Regions from separate parts of the Zea mays genome. Here region 1 is linked to region 2. Evidence: chromatin contacts called from public Hi-C data. All regions are on one chromosome and are shown on one strand. Each heading gives the region's core, a stretch centred on a gene start, on an enhancer-like site or on the middle of the called end of the contact. The rest is flanking DNA. Distances are from core to core; before and after follow the strand shown.

Region 1 (3,228 bases), core at 87-2,586, 150 kb after region 2:
GCGCGCGGACCGTCCGCCCCTGTGCAGAGAGCACCGCCGCGCCTCGCACCAGGCCGCGGACCGTCCGCTCCTGTGTAGAGGGCACCGCCACGGTTCTTATTGGGTGTTTGGCCCTCAAAAAGGCGTCAACAACTTGGTTATGCATGCTTATGAGATATAGGTACTTAGTGGAATTGCCACATAACATTACCAAGTTCATATCTAAGTATTGCCTACATGTGTAGCTGTTGTTGGATATTCTGCATCGAGCGACAGTGCATGGGTTAGCGCGGCAGTGTCGAACAGTTTTTTAACAACACTTTTGAGTTTTATTTTAAATATACATATTTTGATGTGTCCTTACCGTTGAGTGTTTTTTTATTAGTTCATATCATCTTGTCTCTTATATAAATTGTTATCCTAGATAGTCTTTAAGTTTTCTGCTAAAGTACTAGACTCAGCCTCATATTAAAATAATTCAATATTATCAGACCTAGTTAGCCTCTGCGCGGTAGTGTTGTGCAATTGTCCACAGTGCCACGATGCGGCAGTGCTAGGTGTCAAGCAGCGCTGCCGCTTATAGTTTTGATTGTTTTTATATCTCATTTTTTGCATTCAACTCCTCTAAACAACATCAAAGTCTTTTCACTTTTAGTACGGGAGAAGTATCTTGTACTTCTTTCTTTTCTTCCTCATTCGTAACCTACTTCTCGTTATGTTCAAACAAGGTCCAATCATGTTTATGTTTCATCTCTTACCCATTCTTCTGCTTGTCGTTCATTGATGCAGAGTCCATCAAAGCTTTTGATCCACACTGACAGACTGAAACAAACAATTTCCATCGAATGTAGACCTCCGGCCAAAAGTTTTCTTTCCAAATTGATGAATCATAATCGAGTGAAAATTAGGATTTAAGATAGATCTGTTTAAATCCATACCACTAAAGTTTAGCTAGCTAAGATTTTAAGGCTAAACTTTAGCTGGAGTATTTTGATTCTCTATAGGATAGACTCAGGTAAACTTTAGCTCGATTAAAATGGCTGTTCACACCAATATATGAATTCCCTCTTCGAAATTTCTTTATTAGTATTTACATACACGAACTGAACAGGATATTCTATGACTAAAAATAGTTTCTAATAATTCCAATACCAGAACCTATGTAACGCGGCCAGAGGAACCGTCGAATTTTCTGGGACGCGAAGCCAAGTATTTTTCGAAATGCCTCGTCCCGGCCACTCAGCATCATCATGTCAAGTGGCAGCATGGGCAGGTAACGAACGCCTCTGCCTCAGCTGAATCCTCCCTCCGGCTCCTAGTAGATTCCTAACCCCCTCCCCCAATCCCAGCCTGACACCGGTCCACGGCAGAATCCCATTCCGATTCCTCCCTCCCCGTCCCGTCTCCCCTCTCGCCCTAGGGGCCGGGGGGTTAGGGTTCGCTTCACCGCCGGCCTCTCCCTCCGACGCGGCACCGGCCCCCGCGCACCGGGCCCGGATGCTATGCTGCTGAGCTGCAGGACCCTCTCCACCTGGGTGCGCCGCCTCGTCGCTTGCATGGGGTGCGTCGTGCGTGCCTGCGCCCCGCCGCCCTGCCCTCCCCCATCCCATCCTCTCGTGATCCTCCGGCACACGTCACGGTGTAGTAGTGGCCGCGAGGCTCGTGGGGATTGGGATCCCCGCTTGCGGTAGCGAGGTCCTAGACTTCTATAGCTTCTGTTCGTGGCCCATATATGCTCGCTGCTCCCTGATTCAGACTGCGCTGTTTTCGATATTTTAGAGTGGCTATAATGATTCTGATTGGTAGGCTGGTTTCGTTTATCCATTTGGTCTCACTTTTCCTGTTGAGTCGAGCCAGTTGAGTCCGTCGCGTTCGTTGTAGTATCTTCCTGTTGTTTATTTAATCTGCCTGGTCTATTTCCGGTATAAAATAGATGCATTTTAGTCTGACTTTGGTACTAGGCCTCTGTTTGGAAAATGTTCAGTCTTTAGCTGCTGAGTTCACTGAGTGATAGTTGCTCGATATTTTACTGCAACCATCTATCCGGTCACCATCTATCGGGTCAGAAATGGTCATAACTTTGGCCTTTTCTCTTCTGTAATTTGTAATACGAGATAGAGTGCATCACAGCTTATCTGGGATCTTGAATACTGGTGCTAATCAGTCACTGGTCGATCCTGGTTTGCTACAGAGCAGAGGTTGCTTTGGATGCTGTGCTAAGCCAACTCCAATAATAGCAGTAGACGAGCCTTCCAAGCGGTTGAGGATCCAGGGGCGATCAGTAAGGAAGGCTAGCCTCTCGGAGGACTTTTGGAGCACGAGTGCGCATGAGATGGAGAACAGCGGGATCCAATCGCAGAGGAGCATGTCTTCGATCAGCACGTTGGCTCAGTCCAGCGATCAGCATACGGCAGGAAGTAGCAGCAACCCGAATGAGTTTATGAATCAAGGTGAATTCATCCATTTCGTTTCCTCTTTGCCTTATTGATCCATCCTGTTAGTGCCATATACTGTCAAATAGTTAAGTCTCTTACTGATTATTGTAGCTCCATCATGGATGTGAACGGAAACCTGAGTTTAAATGTCCAATGTTTGTGGCCTTGAATATATAGTGGTTGAGATTCTAACTTCTCAGTAAAAATTACAAACTATGATTGAGATAAGGTCTTTGCTTTATGTTCTAATCCTTATCAGTCTCAAGGTTGACATTCGATAATTATGCATACGAATTTGTGGAAAGCCAATGACGTAAACCACCAATTCAGGAAAAGCCTGTATCTTGTTGAAGACTTGAAGTACACTTCTCTGTTCTAGATGTCTTAATGTTCAAATCCTGAACAGTTTCAAATTTGGCCTGGGACGATTCTCAGATTCTGCAAATGCATCTGTGGGAACATGTTTATGTAAATCAGCAAAAACATCAATGGTGTCGGCATGATACACTTACAATATAGTTCATAGACAGCTGAGTGACAATAAATCCACAACTACAATGATCTAGCAAGATTCCTTAAAAATATTGATGACTAAACCAATCTGTAGTGTTTTCTTTTCAAAAAAGAAGAGGGAACTCTACTTTGTAGCATGCTAAGTGTGCCATTAGTAAGTGGTGAATGTTTTTCATTTATTCTCGTTCTTTGTACATCTTATTTGAATTTCCATACTGCCTATTTTTCAGGTCTTATGCTCTGGAACCAGACCAGACAACAGTGGGTTGGAAGCAAAAAACGCCACTCTAGATCTCAACAG
Region 2 (3,098 bases), core at 421-2,920:
GTTGCGCAAGCGCGCAGTAGAAACCGCGCCGGCACCTCGTCAGTCGCGGAGAAAACCGAAAAGATCTAGCTATCCGCCAAGCATGTTGCGCAAGCAGTGAAAGCAAGACGGATGGATGGAAGCGTTGACAGCGAGGAATCGTTCGCTGCTCATCACTCAGGACGTGTTAATGTACAAGAAAGAAAGGAAGAAAAGGAAGCTAACCAGCAGACAACACAGCACGTACCAAGACGCACGCGCGGACCACAAGCTCCCTCGCGGGACGGCCACTAATTAATTACAAAACTTTCCCGGCAATGGGCGAGGGAGAGAGCTAGCTAGGCCCGGATTAACTGGCCGGCGGCGCCACTAGTTGGCAGCACGCAACGTACACAAGAGATAGAGAGAGAGACACACACACACACAGATTAATGGAGTGGAGCGGGTTACGTCGGGGCCGGCACGGTGGTGCTACTGTAGCTAGCTAGTAGGAGCAGGCGACCCTGAGCATGGAGCGGCCGCGGAGCATGCCGCGGTACAGCGCCTCCCGGTTGGCCGGCATGGGCGTCCTGAGCGCTGCGGCGCACGACGGCTCGGCCTCCTCCCTTGGCGCGGCGGCGGCGGCGGAGGCGGCATTGTCCCTGCCCACGACGTCGTCCGCGAAGCGCACCCGCTTCTGGCTGCCGCGGCGCGCCATCTCCCGCTTCTTCTTCTTGCGCTTCTCTGCAACGGGAACGAGCCGCCGCCGCCGTTAAGAACATAGATTCCAGAATCAAGCAACGCACGCACGCGGCAGACAGAGCAAGGGACGAGGAAAGAAGGGGAACGGCTCGCTGCGCGCTTAATTACCGGACGAGGAGAGGCACGGGCGGAGCCGAGGGCGAGGGGACGGGGCGTCGTCGGAGGAAGAGGAGGGGAGCACCAGGCGCTGCTGCTTCGCGCGGCACAGGGAGTAGAGGACGAGCGTGCCGGAGAGCGCCATGGCGGTGGCCGCGATGGCGAGGCCCGCGTGGGAGCCGGCCGCCGAAGGCGAGGGCGAGGACGACGGCGCCATCCCGCGCGCGAGGTCCAGCCACAGAGTAGGTGAGCTAGCTCGCTCGCTCGCGCTAGGAGGAGGAGCGACAGAGTCCGCCGACCGAGACAGAGAAGCGAGCACCGTAGCAGAAGAGTCTTGCAGTGGCGCACGCAGCACGCCGCTCTATTATTTATTTATAACGGGTAACGGGTAACGGCTAAGGTCCAAGTGCAAAAGGAGGAGGAAGAGGAAGAGGGAGGACGGGCTAACCAACCGCTCGGTAGTCGGTACCATCCGTCGGTTTCCGTCCGTCCGTCCAAGCGTCCATGCTGGGTGTATTGCTTGCATTGCAATTGCATACACGCAACTGGTGCAGCCGGCCGGCACGCACGCAGACCATCCATACCATAATGGACAGCAACAAGTAGCGTCTCTCCTGTCTGTCTGCCCAAATAAAGTGTTAAATTACCCCTGGTCCGGTCCGGTCCGGTCTGGGTGGGGAAATCCATATGTGGGGCAGGGCAGCTTAGCGAATCAACAACCTGACGCTGCTGATGCTACAGGTAACGTCGCAGGCACATGTGCGCCCTAGCTTGTTGTGTGCTTATCCACTCGGAGACCGAGATCCGCACAGGAAGGAAGGAAAGGAAGGCATGCATCAGCGGCGCCATGATTGTTGCCGGGCGAGGAGGCGAACATGGCCGACCGGCGTGTCCAGCGAATGGGGCGGGCGCGGAGGAGCAGACGACGGGCACGCCGCCTGCTGTGCTGAGCAAAGCAAAAGCGCCGGGGCACGGGCACCAGCAGGCGAGCGACGCCAGCGAGGAAAACGACACCCGCCGCCCCGTGCTCTCGCTTTCTCCGCGCTCCGCAGCCCCCACCCCCACCCCCACCCGCCGTCCTCTAATGTACTATGCACTAACTACTAGCTTGCGCTGACGTGAGACGCGCGAGTGCGACGCCGGCGGGCTGACAATGGGCTGTAAATTTTGCACTATAAGATTTAAGGATCAAGTCGGATTAGGATCGGGCTTTATTTCTAGTCATTTTTGAACTATAATTTATTTAGGGCCTTGACATTTTGTGAAGAACCATATGGATCACAATCCATTACCACCCTTATCACGCCGCCCGTCCTCGATCGAGCGTACCTCAGGAGCCGTCGCTGTTGGGACACTTGTCGTCGCTGCCGTGTGGGTGGCCATCGCCACCGCCGCGGAAGGGAGGCTCCGTGTGGCCACTGTTTTCCTTAGCCCCTTTTGGTTCGTGACCACCAAAATTTGGCTGCCACGCAGAGTTTTACTAGTTTGCTACAAAAAAAACTCATCGCCGTCCCCGATATTTTTACTTCAGTTTTTTTTGCTCCAAAGTCTCAAAAATTATACGGTAACCATTTCCTACTATACATCTATTCAGACATGACACGTATCTATAATATCTATGGGGGCGCTTGGTTGCTTGTATGGTCAATCATGGCTCGTATGTGGTGAGACTCTGGTTGGACTGGGCAAGGGGCTGTTCGGTTGCTCAGGAACGGTGGCATGGAACTATTCCTGTCTGGATTGTTTACCTATTTAATATAAGATTTTATCAGACGGAATAATTCTGGGTCCAATCCTGGATAACCGAACGGGCCCTAAGTGCATACAGTGCTCTATGTGTTTGGTTATCTGTACGTGTCCAGCTTAATTCACGAGTGAGTGAATACTTGCTGCATGAGTTATAAAAATATTAAATTAATGAAAAAAATCTACTAATAGACACTAACTATTTGTTAAAATGTTTAATAGACACTAATTAAATGCTAAGAAACATTAATTATATGTTAACCTTAACCATGCATTTTTTTATTTGAAATATACATATGGTATGAGCGGACTAGTTCTGTTCGCAAAAATGTCAGGAACACAAATACGAAATCGGTTTGGTAGTTAAATCTTGTAATTAAAAGATATACTAGAAAAACAAAAACAATGTGTCTCGATTCACGTGCATGACTAAATACTAGCTAACCAGCCGCGCGCTCAGACATGCACGCGCGCGTACGGCGGCGCGGGGCGTTTCCCGCGAGCCTGAGGTGCTTTAAGTTTCGTGTCAGCCAGTC

The links. Hi-C and Micro-C count contacts between places; a contact is called where the count stands out from the background.
Region 1: a contact with region 2 is called in a Hi-C map of leaf, with 8 times the contacts expected there. The contact joins the promoter of LOC100277310 here to the promoter of LOC103638686 in region 2. A contact is called at or near these places in 14 of 25 Hi-C or Micro-C datasets (bundle sheath, ear, endosperm and 3 more) and 2 of 3 datasets of contacts at active chromatin or transcription factors (leaf and seedling).

Annotation. Positions count from the first base shown.
Region 1 is chr9:95,300,716-95,303,943 of Zm-B73-REFERENCE-NAM-5.0, forward strand. LOC100277310 reads left to right here and starts at 1,337. Exons shown (of 5, transcript NM_001407256.1): 1 at 1,337-1,540; 2 at 2,176-2,429; 3 at 3,158-3,228. The coding sequence starts at 1,482.
Region 2 is chr9:95,147,978-95,151,075 of Zm-B73-REFERENCE-NAM-5.0, forward strand. LOC103638686 reads right to left here and starts at 1,671. Exons shown (of 3, transcript XM_008661527.4): 1 at 1,269-1,671; 2 at 829-1,177; 3 at 113-702. The coding sequence starts at 1,403. The coding sequence ends at 464.